Regions from separate parts of the Mus musculus genome. Here region 1 is linked to region 2. The links are chromatin contacts, called in public HiChIP or PLAC-seq maps. All regions are on one chromosome and are shown on one strand. The core of a region is the stretch at or near the end of the contact, and the rest is flanking DNA. Distances in the headings are between cores, read along the strand shown. Region 1 overlaps Sik3 (SIK family kinase 3). Region 2 overlaps Sik3 (SIK family kinase 3).

Region 1 (4,927 bases), core at 831-3,330, 100 kb before region 2:
GGTTCTACTTGGACTTCAGTAAAGGCATTTCTCCTAGTGATCCATTAGGTTCAAGGAAGATAGGGCAAGTGTAAATGAGAATCCCATCTAATACTTGTGCAAACACCCCAAGCTCGAGCAATGACTGAGAAACCACATAATGGGGGCATGGAAAAAAAAAGAGCGCATGAGCAGTCACCCAAAGATAAACATTTAGCACTGTAGGCAACCATGAACTACAGTCCCAATTTAGTCTTTGTTTTGCTCTGAAAACAAATACTAATGTAAACACTTAAACTGAACTTTAAAACTGTGCCAAAGCCTATGTGTTAGAACACAGAGGGCACAGGGCTGGCTGCCAGCGTCCCAGCAGCTTCACTCACACTCCAGTGGGTACATTCTTACTGCAACTGCTTGGATTTGTTTTAATGACTTACCAAAAAAATTTTTTAAAAGATTTATTTATGTTTTTATTTATATGAATACATTGCAGCTGTCTTCAGACACACCATAAGAAGGCATCAGATCCCATTGCAGATGGTTGTGAGCCACCATGTTGTTGCTGGGAATTAAACTCGGGACCTCTGGAAGAACAGTCAGTGCTCTTAACCACTGAACCATCTCTCCAGTCCCCACCTCCAGTTTTTTTTTTTAAATCACCTTCTGCATGGTGGCGCACGCCTTTAATCCCAGTGCTCGGGAGGCAGAGGCAGGTGGATTTCTGAGTTCGAGGCCAGCCTGGTCTACAAAGTGAATTCCAGGACAGCCAGGGCTATAGAGAAACCCTCTCTCGAAAAACTAAAAAAAAAAAAAAAAAAAAAAAAAAAAAATCCCCTTCCACTAATTTTTCAGTAATTTTAGTCTCAATTATCAATGACCTTTGCTTTTATTTTTGGTTTCTCCAGAAAAAACTAATTGACACAGGAATTTTCCTTAACTTAATCAGAATGGCCCTGACGTAAAAATCATGAACCAAGCATAAAACAACACAACACAATACAAAACCAAAAAAAAAAAAAAAAAACCACTTTAAACTTAGGTCACATATGCAGAATACAATTATAAAATATAAAGAAGGGCTTTCTTTCAACTACTTAATAATCCGATGGCATGGGAAGGGCTCTGGGGATGGCATGGGAATGGCTTGTGTCCTCCAACACACCCATGTGGCAAGCATCCTATCCTCGTGAATGTCAAAGGAGCTCTCTATGGAAGTGACCAAGTCAATATCAGGAAACTGTGGAGGTAGTCTTGGATTATCTAGGAGGACCTGATGTAATGACAGGGCTCCTTTTAGTACCAGGAATCAGGAGAACAGTCACCACAATGGAACCATGAAGTTTGGGAAGTGCTGTGAAGACGGGGCCTGCGCCAAGAAAGGCAGGTTCGCTCTACAAGGTAAAAAAGGCAAGAATCTGGGCTTTCCCCCTAGGTCCTCCAGGAACCACAGCTGCTAACCGGATGTTTTTTATTCTACTGACCTCCAGAGCTGACTTAGAACACCACCGTGCTTGCAGCCTTGGAGTTTGTGCTAATTTGTTTCACCAACAGTAAGGAGCTAAGAGGCCTGTTGCAATGCACTTTTTTTTTTTATAAGACAGGGTCTTGCAATGCATCCAGGCTGCCTTCAAATCCCATGTCACATGTCTGAGTTCTGAGAGCTTCAGTATATGCTGTTTACAGTTCATTTCATTGAAGCTACAAAAAAAAAAGGTAATTACAAAAGAAGGTTTGACATTGCCAGGTCTTTCCACATTACCTAATTCTATGGGAATAGCCACAACTGACATGAAGACAAAGGAAAACCATGGTTTCCTGCACAGTAATGTCCTTTGACAGGCGAAGGCAGGACGAGTCACAGTGCCTGGCTTAGTCTCCAGCCATAAAGAAAGCCTTTGACTCTTGCCTGCTGTGTCATGCCAAGGCCCAACACAGTGGAAGACTATGTGAGCTTCAGAACACAAGCACAGCCGTCAGTCTGAGACCGGGATGGAAACACACTATTCCTAGGACTTAAAAGGATAGGTCTGCCTCTAAGAGACAGAAGCACCACAGCTGGCAGGGCCTTGCTCAGGTGCTTTGACCTGGAACAAGATATAAATCTGAACTCTCAACTCCTGCCCTGCTTACAGGGAAATCTGAGGACAGCTTATGAGTCCTTGGCTGTGCAAGGCGGTTACATTCAAACAATACTTCAGTTTCAGCACAAACTACTTTATTTTCCTCTGGACATACAATGTATTAATAGAAACTGTCAAAGAACAAAAAAAACCACCTATTTTCTATTTATAGTTGCTATACACTCTCTGTCTGCTAATCAGTAGGAGATGGACTTGCATCTGTCAGGCAAATGCTGACAGGTCAGAGCAACAAGTAAAAACCAGTAAGGAAGGAATGTACAAGTTAGCTAGGCAGAGTGGTGGGACATGATGAGTGATGAGCTGAAATAAAAACAGGTTAAAACTGATTGAGTTGCTCACGCACTGGCTTATGAGAGCTGGAAGCAGGTATCTATGTATGTAGGAGGAGAAAATACTCAGGACGATCTACATATCCTTTTTTTGTTTTGTTTTGTTTTGTTTTGTTTTCCGAGACAGGGTTTCTCTGTGTAGCCCTGGCTGTCCTGGAACTCACTCTGTAGACCAGGCTGGCCTCGAACTCAGAAATCTGCCTGCCTCTGCCTCCCGAGTGCTGGGATTAAAGGCGTGCGCCACCACACCCGGCTCAATCTGCATATCCTAAACCCACCTTTTCTCATTTAAAAAAGATGAGACAGCTTCAAATAAACTTTAGAGTCTGCAGGTAAAGCACAGCCTGTGGAATGGGCGCGGCTGGGGTTTGGGGCTGGGGCTGGGGCTGGGGCTGGGGCAGTGCAAACAGCCTTGGCAGGAGAAGCTGAGCACATCATTTCAGCAGTTTTCCTTCCTGCTTTAAAAAAAATAGTCTACTCCTCATTATTGACAAAGGATTTATCAAAGTAATAGAATTTGAAATACTACCTTTTTCTTTCTTCCTAAAGAGTTCCTGCTAATACTATATTTTAAAATGTCCTTTGGAAGTTTATTAATTTTCAGGTTATTAAAGTGAAGTCTGGAGTGGGGGTGTAGCTCAGTGAGAAAAGTGCCCTCAGCATGAACAAGCCCCAGCTCTCATTTTTAAAAAAGCCTAAACTGTCCCTACTTTAACCATGACTCCTGTCTTCAGCACATACACACACACACATGCGCACGTGCACACACACCTCACCTGCTATTTTGATATTCAGATTGGCGTCCAGAAGTAAGTTTTCGGCTTTTAAATCACGATGAACGATATTCCGACAGTGACAAAAATACACCGCTGTGACGATCTGTTTGAACTTCCGTCGAGCTTCCTTCTCTGCCATTCTTCCATGGGCTACCAAGTGGTCTGTGGTGAACAAGAGTAGAGTCAGTACCCACCCAAGATGCTGGCAGAGCCCCTCAGGCAGCTTAAGGAAGCAAGCGAGTATGCATCAGTTAACAGTTAAAAAGTAAACAGAGGGGCTTGAGAGATAGCTCAGCAGTGCACATGGCTCAGAGCCATTGTTAATCCAACTCTAGGTCTGAGGACTTCCTCTGACCTCCACAGGTATCAGGTATCTGTGTGCATGTGGTGCACGGGTAGACCTGCAGGCAAAACATTTATTTACATATGTAAGTACATCTAAAACAAATGAACCAACAAAGCCTGAACAGAGCTGAAGGGGAATAAGGCACACTCCTGTGCACATCAATGAAGCACACTAGCACCTGAGCCTAAACCACTTTAAGCCTGAGCCTGCTGTGATGAGGGTGCACACAACGAGTACATATGTGCCTGGCAGTGGTGGCACACTCCCTCGGTGGGAGGCAGAGGGATTTGGATCTCTGAGTTCAAGGCCAGTCTGGCATAAAGATCCAGTTCCAGTATAGCCATGGCTACACAGAGAAACCCTGTCTTGGACCCCTGCCCTCCTCCACACAAAACCACACACAAACAGAAAGTACACATTGGAAAAGGGTTCTCAGGGCTTGATGGTACTTTTCCAGAATTATAACACTTAACACGTTCCTTTTCAACTCCCCCTGCATAAGATTACATGCACATTAGCAAACACACATGAAGATAAGCATCAGAAGCATTTCCTGTGTTTGAAGAGTGTGTCAAAAAGCAGAGTCTTAGCAACCAATCCTTAGACTGGAGCAGACACTACACTGTGGAAGATTGGCCTCATGTAGAGCTCTGTCCATCCTAGCTTCTCTTATTTTTTAAAGTCCTATAATCGAACACAAAAAAGCATACTTGAGTCACTTACCATGGCACATAAATCTTTATATCTGCATCTGCTCTTCTTAGAACTAAAATATTAATTTTTATAGGTAATATGAAGTTTCCACCAAGAAAAATGATCAATAGAGAAGTGGCTAGAATAGAGGGTAACCCCCCCCCCCGACACACACACCCCTCTCAAAAAGCCCTCACCTGTAATAGACTCTATAATATTAGAGATCAGGCTATCCTCAAGACTGAAAAACAATTTGGTGGTTCCATAGCCATTATAGCAAGTTTTAAAAGTATATTCTTAGTACCTTAGAGTAAGGTACTAGGTTTACCTGAGCCAGCGTCATTGATACCTTTAACCCAACTCTACATCATGACAGTTAACAGATTATAAATGTCAGCCTTGGGACAAGAAATGGCTCAGCAGGGAAGAGTGTATACTAGCTGGGTGGGGTGGTGTACGCCTTTAATCCTAGTACTTGGGAGGCAGAGGCAGGTGGGTCTCTGTGAGTTTAAGGCCAGCCTGGTCTACAGAGAGAGTGAGTTCCAGGGTAGCCAGGGCTACACAGAGAAACTGTCTTGAAAAACCAACCAAACACACACACACACACACACACACACACTCACACACACACACACAAACACACACAGATACACACACAGAGAC
Region 2 (5,575 bases), core at 291-2,790:
AGAGAGATCAGAAGGGTATGTATGTTATGTGCACCCCCCTTTGTGTATTTTAAGTGTCCACTTAAGATTTTTGACATTTAGCTGCCCAAAGTTGATACCTCCAGCAAAGTGAAAGATGAGAGAAAGGAACCAGAGTGCATATACTAATTGTTCTTACTTCCACAGTACAAACAGCACACTTAATAGGCAGAGGGGCTATATTTTAAAATACACAAGGGATTTCCACCCAGGGGACTTGGAAGCAGAAGAAAGGCCAACAGGAAAGTCACACTGAAAGCCCCAAGGAAGAAGAGGGGGGAGGGGCATGATTTATTCAGTAACAAGAACCAACAACCTGCCCAGGCACTGGAGAGTCAAAATACTCAGACCTCAAGGGCTTAAAGTCTCCCCAGGAGGGTGGACAGTAGGAACCACAGGAGCAGATGACAGCAGCAATCACCATTACAGTACAGAGAGCACAGGCTTGTCTGGGTTCAAATCCCAACTCTGCTACCAAACAGCTATGTGACAGGACAAGAGACTTCACAGTCTTTTTTCCAATGACCTCATCTATAAAATGAATGCATCGTAAGTCTCACTGTTTCTTCACTGACACTAAATCATTCAGTAGCTAAGTTGCTCTGTAGAAGTACTCAGCCCAATTGCCCCCTGGCAGCAGTAACACCCACATGTCTGCTTCGACACTCTAGGACTCTAGGTCGGTGGGTCACCTCGCTATGCTTTCAAAGGAACGGACTCTATCTTGATGCAAATGGGAGGTCAGGAAAACAGTAGCTGAGAAACTGACACCTACGTTCCAAACACAAAATCAAATACAAGGCAGGCATACAGAGGAAGTGTGTCCAGCAGACAGAATGTATGCAAAGTCCTGGGCTAAAACTGAGCATGTACAGAGACAAAGTTTGGAGCTGTGACGAAAGGATGGACCATCTAGAGACTGCCATATCCGGGGATCCATCCCATAATCAGCTTCCAAACGCTGACACCATTGCATACACTAGCAAGATTTTGCTGAAAGGACCCAAATAGAGCTGTCTCTTGTGAGACTATGCCGGGGCCTAGCAAACACAGAAGTGGATGCTCACAGTCAGCTAGTGGATGGATCACAGGGCCCCCAATGGAGGAGCTAGAGAAAGTACCCAAGGAGCTAAAGGGACCTGCAACCCTATAGGTGGAACAACATTATGAACTAACCAGTACCCTGGAGCTCTTGACTCTAGCTGCATATGTATCAAAAGATGGCCTAGTCGGCCATCACTGGAAAGAGGCCCATTGGACTTGCAAACTTTATATGCCCCAGTACAGGGGAATGCCAGGGCCAAAAAGTGGGAGTAGGTGGGTAGGGGAGTGGGGGGGAGGGTATGGGGGACTTTTGGGATAGCATTGGAAATGTAAATGAGGAAAATACCTAATAAAAATATAAATTAAAAAAAAAAACTAAAACTAAACATGGCACAGCAGGCACGCAGGACAGTCTAGGAAACCTGTGCTTCAGGTATTACACAAGAAGTAATACAGAACAAGAGTTGTTTTTCTGTCTTTCTTTTTAGGTCATTCTGCTAAAATGTGGAGCCAGCTGTGACCAAGGGAGATGACACAAGCCTGAGGGAAGCCGGGAAAGATTCAGAAAAAAAAAAAAAAAAACAGTCATTGGAGGAGAGACAAGTGAAGCCAGCTACAGACAAATGAGAAGACTTTCACAGAGGACAACAAGCACAGATGTGGCAAGAGCTCATGAATTAGTAATAGAACAAATTAATACGATTAAATCATTTCTTTGGGCCTAGAACGGGGCCACAGAAAAGGACAACATTGTTCACCCACAGCTGGAGATCCGCATGGCATGAGAGAGGAACAAAGATGCGGGAGCAGTGACTCACTGAGTGACCAACCATGGTGTCCATATGCAGCAGAGTAGTGCCAGGAAGAATGTCACCAACTGGAAGTCAGGCACAATTCAAGCGACTGGTGGCTCCCGTGAACTATGAGACTGTCTTAGCAAATCGCATAACTAAAAAGCCAGAAAACCACATTGGGTACAACGTGCAGGTCTGTCTTTCTTAAAAAGAATTGTGTGTGTATGTGTGTGTAGAGGTCTGTGCACATGTGAGTCCAGAAGCCCTGAGTTCAGAAGTGGGTGGGTGTCAGATCCCCTGGAGCTACAGGTACAGGTGGTTGCACATCATCACATGGGTGCCCCAAGTGCTTTTCTTTCTGGGGTGGAGTCTAGGAGTAAATTACTGGGAAGAAGTCGGAAGACACGGAAGCAGCATATGGGCATGACCTGAAACCTATAACCCCGTAACCTAGAGGAAGACTAAGGGACCAAGTGCAGTTGGAGCTATTGAGCTACAGAGACCCTGGCTCAAAAAAGTAAAGGGGAAAATGAAAGATCACAGCAGAATGAGCTCAGGACGCTGGACAAACGATGTTGATGAAAACCAGAGACTCAGAGGTCAAGGGCGGAGGAGAAAAATACTCACTAAGATTGGCAGTTCACTTTCATTCCAGTCTCCCCACCACCACCCCTTTCTTTTTGAGTCAGGATCTCACTATGTACCTCTGGCTGTCCTGGAACTCTCTATGCAGACCAGGTAGGCTTTGAACTCAGAGATGTGCCTGCCTCTGCCTCACAAGTGCTGAGACTAAAGGTGTATGCCGCTACACCCAGCTTCATTATATTCACCTAGGAGTGTTTAAAAGTGCAAAGAATAAAACTAGATGTGTTTGGGGCGGGGGAAAGTTTTCTTCTTTTTTTTTTTCTGACAAATAATGTTCAAGAACTTGCCGACCGCAGTCAGGTTTAAGTAAAGCAGATACAAAGCCCATTGGGGAAGGCCTTTCCCACTTTCCCTCTCTGGGCTTCAACTCCGGAACTACCGTCCCTAAACTCCAGAGGGTCTATGTCACCTTACCCAGCTGAGAAGAGTCCTTACCTGGTGTCTTTTCCTGCCCCCGTGATAAAACACCCTGATATGAGCAACGAATGGGAGCAAGGGTTGTTTCTGGCTCGTGGCTCAGGCCACAGCCCATCCGAGCAGGGAAGTGGAGGCAGCAGGAGCTTGAAGCGGTCAGCACTGCATCCAGTGGATGCTTCCTCCTGGTCAGCTCACTGTCTCCATCTTCCACAGCCCAGGACCCCTTGCCAAGGAAATATTCCTACCCACACCAAGATGGATCTTTCATGTCAATTAACACAACCAAGATAACCCCCCAGGGGCAGGCCCAGAGGCCCATTTCCCAGGCGAATGAGTCTACGTTCTGTCAAGTTTACAATTAACACTAACCATCGCACCTGAGGATCATTTACCACAACTAAAAAGCAAACACCACATATAATGATAAAAACTAAAGGACAGACAACATACCCCAGGCCAGGAGAAAAGCTTTCCATATTACTTATTTAATGACAGACTAGTATTCACAAAACTACATAAAGACATCTTAAATGCAACAATAAGAACAAAAAACTTAATTTACAAATGAGAGCATAGAATAGCTTAGCTAATAAAGGCATGGGTTTGGTAACCTGAATTCAACTCCTGGAGCCCCATGGTAAAGGAGAGACTGACTCCCACAGTTCTCTGACCTCCTCAGTTACCCTGGCACTCCAATGGCCACTCGTGCCACACACAGAGGAGAAAGAGGGGAGGGAAGGAGAGAGGGGGCAGAGGGGATAGTCGAGAAAAGGCCTAAAGAAAGCATGGGTGGAAGACTCTCAGCTCTCAGAGGCTGAGGAAGAGCGGGACTGAGGCCAGCCTGAGTCTCAAAAACAAACAAAAATGGGCAACAAAAGATTTAAACAGCTACATCAACAAACACTAAATAAGTATGGCAAATAAGTTTATAAAAGATACTAACATCGCCAGGCAGTGGTGATGCGTGCCTTTAATCCCAGAAGTCAGAGGCAGGGAGATTTCTGGGAGTTTGACGACAGCCTGGTCTACAGAGCAAGTTCTAGGACAGCCAGGGCTACAGAGAGAAACCCTGTCTCGAAAAACAACAGAACAACAAAAAGCAACAGCACTTGTCATTTAACTGCAGATTAAATGATCACTACATACTGGAGAAGAGCCGTGGGCAACAGGAAATGCTGGTGAAGATACAAGGAAGGAAGGCGGGCCCTGCCTATGGGGATGAGGGACCACAACCTTTCTTGACAGAACCCGAAACACACAACTAACCATCCATTTATCACAGGGTCAGCAACTGTGACCTAAGTGTCTTTCCAAAGAAACTGAAAAGCTATATCCACACAAAAATGGATATAAGTATTTCCAGCCTTATTCATCATTGATAAAGCCCAGCAGCAACATGAAGGCCTTTCATCTGCATGAGCAGAGGAGAATACCGTGGGAGCTTCTACAGACTGCAACACACATGACACAAAGGACCGACCAGTGAAGCCAACAGAAAACACGAGGAAACTTCAATTATCACCAACAGAAAGCCTCTCTGGAAAGGCTACGCTCTAGACGGCTCCAGTATGACATTCTGGCAAAGTCAAAGTCAAGGAAACAGTTAAGAGCAGCATGGGATGAGGAGGAAGAAGAAATAAATAAGTAAAACACAGGGCCTTGCTCAACAGTCAAACTGCAATAGTACGGCACTGCAATAGCAAGTGAGTGCGGGAGGATTAAGCCGTCCACAGAGGCATTAAAGTCATTGCCCTCTGAGCACAGACGAGTAAACTGGCTTGCTGAGGCTCGCTCTTCTTGCTGTGTATTGTAACACTAAACTCTGTATCCCAAGGTCTAGTCGCCCCAAGAGCCAAGTGAATTCTCATGTACACTAGCCTTTGTTGTACAAACCTTGCTCCTAAATTTAAAACTGCTGGAAGAATAAAGATGGCTACAGCCTGTAGCTGTGCAGAAGAGAGATAGGCAGGGCTTCGGCTCCTGAGCTTGGAATCTGAGGTAGAGGTCATGAGGAGAAAAAAAAAAAAAAAAAGGCATGAGGGCCAGCCTGCTGGAGGAGGAGCGGCCCAGGAAGGACATGGCAAGGGATATCTCAGGATTATTGACAGAAGTAGACAAAATAGCACCAAGCATCCAGCTCTAGTGCTTTAAGGCTTATCTTAAATATAAAGAGTTTGTGTCTTTTATTTGGGAACAGAAATCCCCAAATAACAAAACCCACAACACTAGCTGCAATCCTCCTGATAGTGTAGTAGAGGCTAGGAGTACAGGAGCTCTTGGGCTCAGTGAGGCCCCTCTGCTAACTGCGTGTGCCTTTGGGGCACGGTATAAAGTCTTGTAGCTTTCTACTTCCTCACTGACAACTGGGGATTAACGTCATGGAACTGTTAGGACATCAAAATGAGCTCTAACATGTAAGTGTTGGAACAGGGTGACTGGGACAAATTAAGTGTTCAGGGGATGTCACCCTCCCTTACTCAAAGGTCTGTGAACCTACCAATCGTTGCTGGAGGCACACCTACGCATCTGGACTTCAGTAACATTCCTGGGTGATTTCCATGAATACTAACGTTCAGAAGGGCTTAACTGAATATTATCGGGTAACTTTAACTGGTATTATGGGGTAACTTTTGTTCAACACTAACACTATAGCTACT

The links. HiChIP or PLAC-seq counts read pairs in DNA pulled down with a chosen protein or histone mark.
Region 1: a contact with region 2 is called in an H3K27ac HiChIP or PLAC-seq map of neural progenitor cells, with 4 times the contacts expected there. The contact joins two enhancer-like sites. A contact is called at or near these places in 4 of 484 Hi-C or Micro-C datasets (LSK cells, bone marrow-derived macrophages, liver and 1 more), 8 of 115 datasets of contacts at active chromatin or transcription factors (CD8 T cells, the HPC-7 cell line, cardiomyocytes and 4 more) and 2 of 9 other capture datasets (adipose tissue and liver).

What each region holds. Positions count from the first base shown.
Region 1 is chr9:46,153,839-46,158,765 of GRCm38.p6, reverse strand. It overlaps Sik3 (SIK family kinase 3), which reads right to left. Exons shown (of 25, transcript NM_027498.3): 4 at 3,226-3,387. Among named protein-coding and RNA genes, the nearest start is that of Apoa1, 72 kb to the left of the region's middle. Within about 2 kb of position 2,080, at least 55 of the 459 cell types and tissues checked have an H3K27ac peak or open chromatin away from gene starts, as enhancers often do. A contact at or near this core is called in neural progenitor cells, where this site is marked.
Region 2 is chr9:46,049,471-46,055,045 of GRCm38.p6, reverse strand. All of the region lies in intron 1 of Sik3 (SIK family kinase 3), which reads right to left. It overlaps Gm46110 (a long non-coding RNA gene), which reads left to right. Exons shown (of 4, transcript XR_003948323.1): 4 at 1-5,575. Among named protein-coding and RNA genes, the nearest start is that of Gm46110, 27 kb to the left of the region's middle. Within about 2 kb of position 1,540, at least 49 of the 459 cell types and tissues checked have an H3K27ac peak or open chromatin away from gene starts, as enhancers often do. A contact at or near this core is called in neural progenitor cells, where this site is marked.